5 separate regions of the Mus musculus genome follow, and all the other regions are linked to region 1. A link is a contact called in public Hi-C and promoter capture Hi-C data. All regions are on one chromosome and are shown on one strand. The core of a region is the stretch at or near the end of the contact, and the rest is flanking DNA. Distances in the headings are between cores, read along the strand shown. Region 1 holds the start of Rps3 (ribosomal protein S3). Region 2 holds the start of Plekhb1 (pleckstrin homology domain containing, family B (evectins) member 1). Region 3 holds the start of Rab6a (RAB6A, member RAS oncogene family). Region 4 holds the start of Mrpl48 (mitochondrial ribosomal protein L48). Region 5 holds the start of Coa4 (cytochrome c oxidase assembly factor 4).

Region 1 (2,800 bases), core at 214-2,713:
AGCAGAGGAACTCACCTCTACGCTGCCTTCAGGGAAGCCAAAGCGCTTCTGGACAACTGCGGTCAACTCTCTGATCCGACGACCCTTCTCCCCAAGAACATTCTGTGTCCTGTAGAGGGGAAGCGCAACCATTTACTCAAGATCCCACCTGCCGCCCACCACAACGCCAGCACACACGTTAAATGGAAGGTAAGTTCTTCCCAAATGCAGTTCTAACAAAGCAGTTACACCCACTGAGGCCAGATTTACTGCTTGGTTGGCCCAAGTTTACACAGCATCTCAGTACACACAGTATTTACAGGTGACAATCAATGGTATTTCTACCTGGTGGCTAAAATAATGATTTCTGTCCTGGTTGGTGTAACTCGGACTTCAACTCCAGAGTAGCCATCTTCAGCCAGCTCCCGAGTGAGAAATTCATTCAGCTCAGCTTTGAAGATGCCATCAGCTACAAACTGAACCAAAGGAAACAAGTTACCTCTGAGGTGAAGACAGGGTTAGTCAGAGCAAGCCCAATGGCCCTACAGAAAAGCAGCAACCCTTCTCAGACAAATGCCTCTTGGTCATCTTTAGGAAGTTTCTTTTGACCACAGTGCTTTCAGCTGTGCCACAGAACGCAGCATAGTGAGGCATCTTGGACAAAGACAACACTTCCTACTCAGACTCGTCATCACCTCTTCATCGAAGGGCTCTACGGCATAATCTACACCCAAGAGACAAAGAAAAATCTGTCTCCAAGTAGCACATGTACAGCTGGGACTGTAAGTTGTACCTCGGATAGGAGAGGAATCCTGACTCAAAACAGGTTTATCATCTGTGTGCATAAGCACAAACGACAGACCATCTATTTCTAAACCTGGCAACCTGCACACTTTTCCCCCATGAAATGATAACCACAGGGACGCTGCAGCTCCGGGTCCCGAGTGAACACGGCAGCAGTCAGTAAGTAGGCTTTCAACTATGGCCACTTGCAGGATCACGCGACTAAGAGAAGGGACTGCTAAACTTCACTTACTAAAGAAACTGGACTAGATCTGATGGCACACGCCCTCTAACTGTGCCACAGGATTACTATTATGGAGACCAAGAAACGCTCAAAGGTGTCTAGTCCGGAACTGGAGGCGCCCGGTGTTCGAGTCGGTCCAGAACTCGAGGAGTTTGTCCCTCCCTTGCCCAGGCACACAGCACTCGCCCGGCTCCGGCCCAATACACAATCTACGGCCATCCGAGGCTCGAAGAGACGGCAGGCGGCCCCAGACGCTCCACAGGACTGATCACGGAGCCACAGGCCTCCCTGGCACTTGTAGAACCCGCGGCGGACTCCCGAACCGGGCCCAGACGCTTACCTTCCTCTTCTTGGAAATCTGCACCGCCATCTTGCAGCCGCGCGCCGCTGAAAGGAAAGGAAGTGGCTCGCGGGCGGAAGTAGGTATATAGGGCGGGAGCAATGACGCCGCGCAGCGCGGCGACCCTTGCAAGTGTTCATGGGAAATGAAGTTTTGCATGGGAAATGAAGTTTTGCGTCTAAAACGGCGTAGGGGGGGTGTAACCTAGCAACCTGTAATGTAGGCGGAACAGGAAGTAGACATCTAGTTCCGGTCTGAAAGTGCTCTGTACTCAGCAAGCTTGGGGTTCCAGCACTAACGAAGTAGAGGGTCACAAGTTTAAGGTCATCATTGACTACATAGCGAATTCGAGGCCAGCTTGGCCTTTATGAGTTTCTGACTCAAAAGTAAAAACGTAAATAAATAAAAAATTTGAAAAGAGCAACCTTCAGACTAGAGGTGCAAACCACAGGCATAAGCACACACTAACAGATTTTACCACCTTCACGTTCACGCTAATGAAAACTTTCATTGAAATGTATTTAGAGGACCAGCTGGATGGCTCAGTAAGTTACAGAGTGAGTGGGACAGTAGAAAACCATGGCTGCGTATACATATATGCAAGCATAAAACACATGCGTGCGCACATGCACACAGATTTAATATTATTACAAAGGTAAACCCTGATCCATGAGATGGGCTTATTTGTAGGATTTCTGGTAGTGAGCACCTCCACTAGAACCTGTGGGAAAAAAAAATTTTATTTTTTGGTTGTTTTGTTTTGTTTTGTTTTTCCGAGACAGGAACTTTTTTGACTCGCAGCAGGGTGGAATACCAGCAGCAGGGGCTTGTCAAAATAATAAAGCACCAGGGCTTCGGGGACAGACTGTTGAATAGTATAAATCTAGGCCATAGGACCTTCCCTTCACACAGACCCTGATGTCCACACAAGCAAAAGTTCATTGCCCAGAGGCAGAACCTGCTGATATAACTTGTACTGCAGTGTGTGGCTCACTTCACACTGGAAACACGGGAGTCTGTTTCACCCTGTATTAATCCCACGGAACAAAAGTAAAAACTATTACTTAAACTCTTTTAGACAAATTAAGCAAGTTTTATTTTCTATCAGACAGGGCTATCTCCCTAAAGTGGAGTTTTAAAGAATAGCATCAAACATAGAAGTGGAATTTATATAACTCAAAATTTCTAAGACTAGGTGGTTTCCAAGGGAAGAGAGATTTCCAGGGGAATGTTGGCTACACAGGAACTTGGCAGAACATCTTATCAGGGTGGAAGTCAGGGTATAATGGAGTATGGAACATGTCAAATTCCAGAAAATGGGTTGACGACAGGATCAAACCCAAGTGTTACAGAAAACAGGAATGAACTTATTTTGACCTTGTAACAAGATGGCTTCTAATCATGGGACAGAGTCAGACTGGTCTGTCACCTGATGAAGCTGTTTCTCCATTTCT
Region 2 (2,800 bases), core at 128-2,627, 1.2 Mb after region 1:
ATACTCTCTGGAAACAAAAATAAGTGGAAATTATGCCTGAGTAGGAAAAAAAAAAAAAAACAGAGTGGGGTGGACCATATTTGGGAGGCTGACACAGCAGGACTGGGAAATCACAGACTAGCCTTGGCTACATAGTAAAGCCAGACTGGGCTATATATTAGATTCCTCACTACCACTTCACAAACAACTCTTCAAACAAACTACACATCACAACACACACACACACACACACACACACACACACACACACACACACAGAGTGCAGAGAGAAGCCAGGCTCCATCCCGGTTTCGGATGTTAGCGTTCTCTAGCTCTGTAAAGCACCACAGTGCTATAACGCAGCATGGAGCCCTCCCAATACAACTCTAGCTACCAGTCTACTGGAGGAGACTGGAGGTGAAAGTAGCCAATGCAAAGAGTGTGGCTTACCCAGGAGGAAGTCGCTCTTTGCCCAAGGGGTTCAGAAAGGCTTCCCCAAGGAAGCTGAGGGGTCGTGAAGGGGAAGTAACATTTCCCCAGTGTGGATCAAAGAACCTCACATAAGCACTGCTGGAAAGTCCAGGTCTTTAGTAGGCTTAGAAGATGAATGAGGGGTTGGGGAGAAGATGTGGGTTGGCAAGGGATAGCGCTGCAGAGGGTACCAGGCTAGAACAAGGACTGGGAGGCAGTGGACCGTGTGTATAGTGACTGCCTGGGGGAAATACGGTCAAAACAGGGGGTTAGGTCATATGATTAGCGGGTTACATGGTCCTGTCCCCTGGATCCGACCCTCCACAGTCGCTACTTTGACTAGCTCAGTCCATTCCCCACCTCTGCAGGAGCAGAGAATCCCAGAGACCAGGGCATTACCTATTTGGGAAGCCCCCCCCTTACTTCTTCCTACCCCAGAAACTCGTCCTTACCGGGGTTGCCGGGCTCATGGTTCCTGATGGTCAGAGCTGCATCCCCAAGAAGGTTCCAGAAGTGGGGCTTGACTCTGCCTTAGAGATAAAGGGATCAGGAAAGAGCTACCAAGCAGGCGCTGAAGGGAGAGGTAGGGAGGGACCGCACCAGTCCTAAAGAAAGTCACCCTCTTTTCCAGCCCCCTCCCGGGCTTTCCTGGCTGAGATCTCCTCTGTCCTTCTGTTTTTGGCCAAGTCACCTGGTGATTCCGAGGTGGTGTTGATCCAGGTCTCCAAGATAGGGTAGGGAGGAGGGTGGAATAAAGGAGACTGGAGATGGGGCAAGGCAGGTTCTCTGGCCCAGTTTAGGGCAGGGCTAAGTTTTCATTCTGAGGCCTAGCAGGCTGTGTCCATCTCCATCTCCCCAGTCGTGGCTGTGCGGCCTGGCTCCTTAAGTCTCCCTTCTTGGCTCCCCGGTCTCTTTAATCTTGACCCAGAGCCACCCCAGTGCTTCAGCCCTTTCGTGCTGTGCGTGCTCTGGGGGATTTAGCACAACAGATCCTATTAGCCAGTAGCTCATCCCCTCTTAGCAGCCCCAGCAACCGCATCTTTCAAACTACGCTGTTTTTCATCTCTGTGCCTTTAACTCATTCTCTGGTCTCTGGAAAGTCTCAACCCTACCCAATTTTGACTAATTTTTCTCCTTTCTATAACCGGGATGGGAGGAAGGAGAGAAAGAGACAGATGCCGGGCAGTGGTGGCGCACGCCTTTAACCCCAGCACTTGGGAGGCAGAGGCAGGCGGATTTGAGTTTGAGGCCAGCCTGGTCTACAGAGTGAGTTCCAGGACAGCCAGGGCTACACAGAGAAACCCTGTCTCAAAAAACAAAACAAGAGCCGGGCGTGGTGGCACATGCCTTTAATCCCAGCACTCGGGAGGCAGAGGCAGGCGGATTTCTGAGTTCGAGGCCAGCCTGGTCTACAAAGTGAGTTCCAGGACAGCCAGGGCTATAAAGAGAAACCCTGTCTCGAAAAACAAAAAACAAACAAACAAACAAACAAAACAAAAACAAAAAAAGAAATAGACAGATGGAAGAAAAAGAGAAGGAAGTTGAAGGGAGGAGGGAAGAGTGGAAAGGAACGGGAAGGAAGGAAGGGAGACAGGGAGCTATCTCTCCCGAGAATATTGGCAGGTTAAGCCGCTAAAATACTTCTATAGTCGCTATTATGTTGATAATGATCAGTTAAATTCTCATCTAGATACTCCTGAAGTTCATTTTCCTGCACATACGCAGAGGTTTGGGGGCAGGGTGATCTGACTCCCTCATTAGCAGCTCTGAAGATTCTCCTTTGCTGCTCTGGTTACCTTGAGGAAAAAAAAAAAAAGGCTTTTAAGTCAAACAGCCACGGGGATGCGCAGGATAACAGCTGATGACGCCAACTCCGGAAAGCAGCTTCAGCCTGGGCTGTTTCCAGCGGTTTGGATTACTAGGCTTGGTGAACTCTAGGTGAACCGGCTGCGACCAGCTGTCTCCATCTACTAGAGAGGGACACGCGTCCTCTAGTGGCCTAGAGAGGGACTGCTGTAACTGTTCTCCAGAAGCAAAGCATCGATTGTTCCAAAAGCAAACCTCCCTCCGTGCCTGTGACTGGCATTAAAGCGGTCAGGAGGAGATGGGTCCAACACGAGGCCGCTGACTGTATAAGTGGGTTGCTCAGCCTCATTTAGTCACCAAAGACACCTTCCTTCTCTGGTGTTGCTCATTAGGCCTAATAGAAAGCTTCTCCGGGCAATTTCTTACCTACTGTGGTACATGTCAGCTGGTAACTGATAGAAGAAGCGGCAGGGACAGAAGAGTGGCACTGACAGACTGGCCATGAAGGTGGCAAGGTGACAAGGTGCTTAACAGTTAAAGAAAA
Region 3 (2,800 bases), core at 88-2,587, 1.1 Mb after region 1:
TAAGCTGGAACTAACTCTATAGCCCAGGTTTGCCAAGCCCTGACAGCAATCCTCCGCCTTAGCTTCCTGGGGGTTGGGATTACAGATGTGAAGCACTAGATAGAAAATTACTAGATTTACAAAGGCCATTATAGAAGTTCCCATATACCACTCCAGACTCCTCTATTAACAGCTTACTTTAATAGGACTGATATGTTATAATAAATCAATCAGTACAAAATACTGTTATTAACTAAAATTCATGCTATACTCAAATTATTTTGTTTTTGTCTGATACTCTCTTTTTAGGGATCCCATTCAGATGAAAAGTTACATTTAATTATGTTATGTAACTGTCCACATTATGCTTAGTTCATGTTTTCTTATGGCATTCACCTTTATCTTATTGGATCTCAAATCTGGTTGACAATTGGAAATGCTTCAGATGGCAAATTTAAGGAAGCCCCACTCAAGCACATCCAGAAGTGCTGCTTTAAGGAGAAAGGATGATCTTTTAAATACTCCTTCTGCAGATTTGTGATTTTGTTGAGGCAGCCCTCTGGAATGTTGTGTGACCTTTTCCAAAGCTGCACCGCTAAGTGGGCAGTCATTTCATATCTGTAATATGTGGAGTTTGGCTTATATGATATCTAAACTCATTTCTAGCATGTAGACGATGGTTATCGTCTGATGTTATGGGCACCTAAAACAACGGCCACTCAACAGAAGATCACGCCAACAGACACTAGGGAATTTGATGGCTTAACGTAAGGAGGTAGCAGAGGTTCAAATAAAACCTTGACTCCATGACATGACTACGTGGATTTTGCAAGTCATTTCCTTCTGTTGGACTCCAATTTCCTCACCCACAAAATGGAGAGGACTTGTTTCTGGTAGTTATGAAACTCCACGGAGTAACGGTGGGAAATCTTATATACACGAAGATGCCGAGCAAGGAATTACGTTTTAGAAGGCTAGGGTAAACGGGTGAAGGGCTAAAGTGAGGAAGGAGAAGCGACGTTAAGGGTTTAGCACCTACAATACACCTTTGAGCGACCCAACCCCACCCACGCATTGCTGCGGTCATTCCACCTTGGTTCCGGCTCCGCCTCCGTCCCACCTTCTTTTCCCTCCTCCTTCCTCCAATCGCCTTGCGTCGCGCCACACTTCCTATGGCTGCCAGAACCCCACACCTTCCTCCGCGCGAGAGTCGCGCGCGCGCTCTCGCGTCGCCACCTCAGTTAGCAGCTGCCTGCCCTCCGCTTTTTCTGATTGGCTCGATTTGTCACTGACGTAAGCGCCCCCTTTTTTTTCTCCCCCCCTTGCTTACCCGGAACTCGGTCCCGCCTCCTCCCGGCTTCTCCAGACGCCAGTCGAAACCTGATCGGCCCCTTTCTCCACCGCACGGGAGGAGCCGGGATTGCTGGCGAAACCAGGAAAGCACTGGCGGCGACGCGCACGCACGCACTCACGCACGCACGTCCGAGGCCGGCAGGGCGGCAGGCTCGCGCCCGGACTCGCCCCGCATCCGCGCCAGAGGCTCGCGCACTCAGCGGGTTGTGCTGCGGTGGTGGCGGCGGCGGCTGCTGTGAGAGCCCGAGCACTGCGCGTGCCGAGACCCAGACGCGTCTGCGGCGCTCGCCTCGCCACCCTCCTCTCTCACCTCAGTCTCCGCGCCGCGTTCTGAGGGAAGGAACGGCGCTAGGCTAGCGAAGCCCGAGCGCACCGCTGGCTGCCTCCGACACCGCCCTGCGTCCCTTCGCGGCCGCGGGCCCGGCTCGGTGCTAGGCGACTCTGCGGGGAGGCGGCGGCGGCGGCTGCCGGTCGGTGGAGGCACTCTCCCTTCAGCCTCGCCCCTCTGCCCGGCCCTGCAGGGGCCGAGAGGACTCGGAGGCTGCCCCTTCAGCTCGGCCCTCTTCGTTAGCGGGTTGGAGCTGCAGCGGTCTGGAAGAGGTCTCTGGGCTGAGGCGGCGGCGGCGGCTCCTCCGGCTCCATCATGTCCGCGGGCGGAGACTTCGGGAATCCGCTGAGGAAATTCAAGCTGGTGTTCCTGGGAGAGCAGAGCGGTGAGTGCGCGACTCCCCCGCTCCTGGCAGCCGGCCGCGGCTTCCCCGCACCGCCCCCAGTGCAGCCCTTCTGGCCGCTGAGGCTCCCCGCCGGCCTCGCTCTTCCTAAAACCCCCACCCCAGCCTTTTCCCCGGGTCCCCCGACTCCTCTTGTCCCTGTCCCTGGCTCCTCCTCGCTAGGATCTATCAGGCTTGTAGCTTAGATCTCTGATCCTCGCCCGGACTCCGCCGCCTGCAGCCGGGCCCTCTCGGGCCGCTCTGTCCTCCTCAGTCCTCACCCCGCCCAGCCTCCTGTCCATCCCTTTCTTCCTTTGCTCTGCGTGGTCTCCACCACCCGGGCCGGCTTTATGGGGCCCCACCCTTATTCCTTGCTCTTTTTCCGGTTCCCATTGGAAGTGAGGTCCCACTCCGAGAAGCCCCCAACTCTGGAGAATGGGCCCCCTCTTCAACCTTGGATGAAGGAGGGTGGGATCTGGGCGTTGTTTTCCCCTGAGGCTTGGCTCGGAGTTGTACTAGTCTCTCGGAAGGTGAGAGAAGAGGTGGTCATGGAGAAAAACAATTCTTGCTCAGTTTACACCTAAATGAAGAATTAGTTAGGGTTAGTGAGCTAATATATTTTAACTGAAGGAGACTTGAAAAGAGGTGGCGTTGCCAGTGATGATTTTGGTCCCTTGGGTTGGGACTGGTTGGAAATCCTTATTTTTCTATTAATTTTCGTCATTGACAATTCTTTTGGCTATATTGATGCCTTTTCA
Region 4 (2,800 bases), core at 93-2,592, 1.1 Mb after region 1:
TGGTTGGCTTCAAACTAAATCTATAATCACAGCTGTCCTTGAACTCCTGATCCTCCTACCTCTGCCTCCCAAGTTCTATGATTAAAGACACTACCCCAATTCCTGGCTTTGTTAGATGATGGCCTTAGTGCCAGGTTTCCATGGATTCTTCTGCACTATTGCAAATTATATTCCTTGCATACTGATCTTCTCTTCCTTCCTTGGAAAGAAGATAAATAGAACCAGAGAATAGAATGGAATGTTGAAGTTTATTTCTATTATCTTTGCAGCAGACCTGTTATCACAAATTGGCTAAAGAGAACTAGTGGGTCCCTTCATGAAGGATGGGATGAGAAACTCAAATTTAGAGACATTCAAGGGTAGTCCCACATCCAAAAATGGCAATGACCATATTGATTTATACATACATTATGGTGATAAAGTCTCTATAATTAATGCCTGGAATAAAACCCCAATACGAAGAGAACAGGAACAACAACAACCTAAGCAATATGACACAAGTGGAAAAGACCAACTGAGATCTGGTAACTTTGTTAAGGGAAGAGAAAAACAAGGACCAGATTTAAGAATGGTAGTGTGGCTTGGGGTAGTGATGCGTACTTGTTATCCAAGCACTGGGGGGAACTGATGCAGGAGACTTGTGTCATGAGCAGTCTGGGCTACATGATGAGACCTCGTCTCATAAAAGGAAAGAAGGCTCACCTGGTTCTGCAATAGTCTCTTAATATTTTGGAAGCCAAGAGTAACAAAACGAAATGGTTGGTTCGCTCGGTTTTATGAAATGCTCTCAAATAAGATTTTGTAAGCAAAAGTGTAATTTATCATTATTGTATTCCTCTTATCACCGAGTAACTTCATTCACATCCCAACCACTTCAGCGAGGATTCTCTTAAAAGATGATTAAATGTAAAAAGTAGATGACCTGCCCAAGGTCAGACAATTTAAGGGGACGATATTCCGTGTGTGGGGACTCTCCCTTTCCTAGGCACGAGGCAGCGAGGGTGACAAGTGGAGGGGGCGTGGCACGAGACTGGCAAGCTCGCCCTGGGCCGGGGAAAGAATTGACAGTGAGGCGCCGCAGGGACTGCTGGGAAAGGCCTGTTCGCAGAGTCCTAGGCCTAAACGTCCGCACGCAAACACCTTCCAGCTCTGCTTTCCCTTCCGCTTTCCTCAGCTCCCTACGTGCGTGGAATCTGCGTTACCTTTCCCAGGGTTCCGCTCATTCTCGACCACAGCGGCTTCTGAGCAAACCGAAGATCCACCCTAGCAATCACGACCCCAGGCGTCTGGAAACAGGGCCGGAAAGGTCTTCATCACGTCCGTCCACCAAATCCTACCGAGACGCTTTCTGCTCACGCAGCATCTTGGTTCCGGAAGTTTTTAAAACCCAAGGGATAAAACTCTCCCCAGATTCCACCCTCACCCCAGCTCCTGTCACCTTCCCTGTGATTTCTCTGGGCAGTATGGATTGCCGTCTTTGTTACCGAGTGCTTTTCACATAATTTTGGTATCTCACCTATGAGACTACATATTATTTAATGTCTCTCTTCTCTATTTTGATTGAATTCCTTTAGGACACAGATCCTGTCTGGTTAATTTATTCCAGCGTCTCGTATGCAAATCTTGACTTGTTACCTCGACTTTGGAGCTGATTAACCCCAGGTGAACTTTCCTAGCGTTCCATATCCTCATAGTAATTAAGAATAATTATCTTTTATTGAGAGGCCATGATGTGCAATACTTTTCGTTCAGTAGCTCACAGTTTTTTTTTTCTTTTTTTGTTTTTGTTTGCTTGTTTGTTTGTTTTGGTTTGGTTTTTTGAGACAGGGTTTCTCTGTAGCCCTGGCTGTCCTGGAACTCACTTTGTAGACCAGGCTGGCCTCGAACTCAGAAATCAGCCTGCCTCTGCCTCCCAAGTGCTGGGATTAAAGGCATGCACCACCAAGCCTGGCTTCTTCTTCTTCTTCTTTTTTTTTTTTTATTAGATATTTTCTTTATATACATTTCAAATTTCAAATCTATCCTGAAAGTTCCCTATACCCTCTCCCCGACCTGCTCCCCTACCCACCCACTCCCACTTCTTGGCCCTGGCATTCCCCTGTACTAGGGCATATAAAGTTTGCAATACCAAAGGACCTCTCTTCCCAGTGATGGTCAACTAGGTCATCTTCTGCTACATATGCAGCTAGAGACACGAGCTCTGAGGGTACTGGTCAGTTCATATTGTTGTTCCACCTATAAGGTTGCAGACCTTCAGCTCCTTGGGTGCTTTCTCTAGCTTCTTCATTGGGGGCCCTGTGTTCCATCGTATAGATGACTGTGAGTATCCACTTCTGTATTTGCCAGGCACTGACATAGCCTCATATGAGACCAGGGTCCCTTCATCAAAATCTTGCTGGCATATTCAGTAGCTCGCTTTATTCCTCACAAGCCTCCCGGAGAGAAACTGCTCGATTTTACAGACAAAGGTCTCTCAGGGTAGACCAGGCTGGCTCTGAATTTGTATTTGCCTCCAAGGTGCTTTGATAACAAGCTTAGGCCACTACACTCAGCTACCAACTATTTAATTAGCAATACCTTTTGCCAGTCCTTTGATGGAATCCTGGGAACACAAAAATGAATAGCTTGTGGTTCCTGCCCTTAAATGGCACATTTAAATCATTACAGAGCAATAAGAAATTCATGTCACCAAGATAGGCATATAAACTCTGTGTACAGAGGGAGTACCTGAGGCATACAATAAAGTCAGCATTGGGTGAAATAACGAATGTGCAACGGTTACTTTATTTTGCTACTGTTG
Region 5 (2,800 bases), core at 154-2,653, 1.1 Mb after region 1:
CTACACAGAGAAATCCTGTTTCAAAAAAAAGTTTTAGAGGTGAAGTTCATTATATGTAGAGAAAGTTGCTAAAGTAATTTTATCTTGTTTACTGGTTATAAAGTAGAATTTTATCTTCTCTGATGACAGGTGAAAATCACCAGACATAGATATATGATAAATACACATATATGGTAAATACATATATAAGTACATATATGCTTGATGATCTATATGTATTTATCATAAATATGTGTGATGATCTTCACTTATCATAGTAAAGAACTAAGCTTCAAGGTTGGTCCCGGTGGCACACACTTGTCATTGCAACACTCGGAGAGCTAAGGCAGGAAAGCCACAAGCTTGAGGCCAGCCTGAACTACATATTCAAGGCTAGCTACTACACACAGTAGCTACTGCTACATAGTGAGACCCTATCCCCCCAAATACAAATAAAATACCCAAAACAAAACCAAAAATAGATACAAAACATAATAATGGTATGTGAAATGACAGATAATCAATAAAATGAGCTTTTCTCACAGAATTTAGGAAGGTTGATTGTGTGTGTGTGTGTGAGAGAGAGAGAGAGAGAGAGAGAGAGAGAGAGAATTCAATGGTCAGGAATGACACAGAATGCCATTCAGAGGTAAAAGAGGATTAGAGTTGTCTGGATATGGCTAGGTGCAATAACTCACTTTCCACCCTGAAGCCTAGAGAGATGGAAAGTTAAGAAAAGGGTCTCCAGGGAGCTTGTGTGCACTGTCAATGAAAGTGGGGAAGAGAAGGCAGGCAGAGTGAGGAAAGATCAATCCCTTGGCCCCTGCAAGATGGTTCCTGAGTAAAGTTGCCAGCCACCATACAACCTGAGTTCAAGACCAGGACCCACATGTTAGGACAGAATCAATTCTTGCTGTTCTCTGCTCTCCACACGTGTACCTCAACGCCACACATAAATACACAAATGTAAATAGAAAATGCCTCTTCCTTTCACTTCAGCAATTAGGGCATTCTAGATCCTAGTTATGGCATGGGACACACTGTGCATACATGTTTCTTTGTTTTACTTGGGAATGAAAAATGTCCCATTTGAAATTCCTTTTCTGGATCCTGTGCCCTTCAGCTTACTTGGCAACCCATGCGGTAACACTTCAGACATGGGTCCAGTCAGAGCTCTTGCTGATGAAAAGGCATAATGGCTACCCGCCTCCTCCGTCACTCTCAGGTGGCCTGGAGTCACCTGAGGGTGTGTACACAGTCTCTCAGAACGATCCAAGGTGCCTTCCCTAGGATCCGGTCTCCATTGGTCCGCTCCTTCCGCCCTTTCCCGGAAGAGGCGGGCTGAAGGCGGGCTCTACACGGAGAGTTCACCAATGGGAATTGCAGAGGGCTCTGTTCTTCCGCGTGTGTGCTCCCGCTGGGTCGGCTTCCTGCGGAGAGAACAGGGGGCGTCCTTATTGCCTACGAATCCCCGCGTCTGGGGCGGAACGCGCTCGCACGCTCTTCTGCACCTGCGGGTGAGCACTGCGCACGCATCCCTACACCGGATGCACAGTGGGGACGGCGGGAGTGCTCCTGAAACTGGGAGAGGTGCTTCAGGGGACTTGGATGCCTGTATTTCTCTCCTTCCTCTTCCTTGTCATGCCTTACTAGAAGGCCTTGCCAAGCTGTCAGGCATCTAGCCTGCCCTTATTTCTAAGCATGGGTTGAACTCATTTTATTCAAGGAGTACCGAGGACAACATGTATTGGACATATACTGCAGTGCTATTTACAAAGTCTACCTAGTGAATCTTAAAGCGATTTTATTTTGTGTGTGTGTGTGTGTGTGTGTGTGTGTGTGTATGATTTGTTGACGGCCCTACCTAATAATACAGGTCTCCAGGCAAAGACATTTACCCTTTTATTGTGCCTCCGTAGCGGTGAGGTTTATATAGAGAAGTGCTTAAATCGTCTTGTGACCTACCCCTTTTCCTCATGATAATAGTCTTAAACTCCTAACATGGGCTGCAAAGCTTTGCTGATCAATCATTTACTTATTTCTGCCAATTTTCATTTCCTGCTCTTCTGGTTTCTCCAGTTACTGAAGTGTTTTACGAGGCTGAGAATCAAATTCAATTTACTTTTCCACGTTGGACATTTGTACTACTACCAAACTACATTTTCAGCCCAGTCATCGAACTTGTGATTCCTCTCATGTGTCTACCTCTAGCCAGAAATAGTTTTCCCATGTTTGGCTAACTCATTCATCCTTGAGTTTCATCCTGGAAGTCAGGTTCTCTAGAAAGTCTTGACAGATTAGACCTGCCTCGTTTTCCCAGCTGTCTGTACATACTGTTGTAAACTTCCAGTTTACTTGCCTAGATTGTAAACTCCATGAGGGCAGGAATTGTCTCTAGCTTGGTCTTGTTTGTATACTCTTTTTTTTTTTTTTAAAGATTTATTTATTTATTATATGTAAAGTACACTGTAGCTGTCTTCAGACGTACCAGAAGAGGGCATCGGATCTCATTACGGGTGGTTGTGAGCCACCATGTGGTTGCTGGGATTTGAACTTCCGATCTTCGGAAGAGCAGTCGGGTGCTCTTACCCACTGAGCCATCTCACCAGCCCTTGTATACTCTTAATATAGTAGCCAACACACAACACAGTAACCACCTATTAATGAATAAGACAGAAAAGAGGCATTTAGCGCCTTTATACCCCGTCGTAACAAACTTTTTGCAAAGGTTGAAGTTATCTCTATTGAAGCCTTTCCTGAGTTCTCTCTTGCTGCATTCTGTAGGGTTCTCTCTTGCTGCATTCTGTAGGGTTCTGAAACA

The links. Promoter capture Hi-C pulls out the DNA fragments that hold promoters and counts their contacts. Hi-C and Micro-C count contacts between places; a contact is called where the count stands out from the background.
Region 2: a contact with region 1 is called in a promoter capture Hi-C map of liver, with 4 times the contacts expected there. The contact joins the promoter of Plekhb1 here to the promoter of Rps3 in region 1. A contact is called at or near these places in 2 of 39 promoter capture datasets (both in liver).
Region 3: a Hi-C map of B cells shows a contact between it and region 1, with 6 read pairs. The contact joins the promoter of Rab6a here to the promoter of Rps3 in region 1. A contact is called at or near these places in 1 of 484 Hi-C or Micro-C datasets (B cells) and 1 of 115 datasets of contacts at active chromatin or transcription factors (astrocytes).
Region 4: a promoter capture Hi-C map of pre-B cells shows a contact between it and region 1, with 2.7 times the contacts expected there. The contact joins the promoter of Mrpl48 here to the promoter of Rps3 in region 1. A contact is called at or near these places in 2 of 39 promoter capture datasets (liver and pre-B cells), 1 of 484 Hi-C or Micro-C datasets (B cells) and 1 of 115 datasets of contacts at active chromatin or transcription factors (astrocytes).
Region 5: a promoter capture Hi-C map of pre-B cells shows a contact between it and region 1, with 3 times the contacts expected there. The contact joins the promoter of Coa4 here to the promoter of Rps3 in region 1. A contact is called at or near these places in 2 of 39 promoter capture datasets (liver and pre-B cells).

What each region holds. Positions count from the first base shown.
Region 1 is chr7:99,482,246-99,485,045 of GRCm38.p6, forward strand. It overlaps Rps3 (ribosomal protein S3), which reads right to left and starts at 1,464. Exons shown (of 7, transcript NM_012052.2): 1 at 1,347-1,464; 2 at 325-455; 3 at 16-109. The coding sequence starts at 1,376. It overlaps Snord15a (small nucleolar RNA, C/D box 15A), which reads right to left and starts at 687; the gene lies at 540-687.
Region 2 is chr7:100,661,017-100,663,816 of GRCm38.p6, forward strand. Plekhb1 (pleckstrin homology domain containing, family B (evectins) member 1) reads right to left here and starts at 1,378. Exons shown (of 9, transcript NM_013746.3): 1 at 1,142-1,378; 2 at 903-976. The coding sequence starts at 920.
Region 3 is chr7:100,606,249-100,609,048 of GRCm38.p6, forward strand. It overlaps Rab6a (RAB6A, member RAS oncogene family), which reads left to right and starts at 1,338. Exons shown (of 8, transcript NM_024287.4): 1 at 1,338-2,045. The coding sequence starts at 1,976. It also overlaps a transcript of Mrpl48 not described here.
Region 4 is chr7:100,581,788-100,584,587 of GRCm38.p6, forward strand. Mrpl48 (mitochondrial ribosomal protein L48) reads right to left here and starts at 1,343. Exons shown (of 8, transcript NM_198831.3): 1 at 1,203-1,343. The coding sequence starts at 1,223.
Region 5 is chr7:100,535,697-100,538,496 of GRCm38.p6, forward strand. It overlaps Coa4 (cytochrome c oxidase assembly factor 4), which reads left to right and starts at 1,404. Exons shown (of 2, transcript NM_183270.2): 1 at 1,404-1,496. Gm39058 (a long non-coding RNA gene) reads right to left here and starts at 1,423. Exons shown (of 2, transcript XR_869836.2): 1 at 1,108-1,423; 2 at 1-15.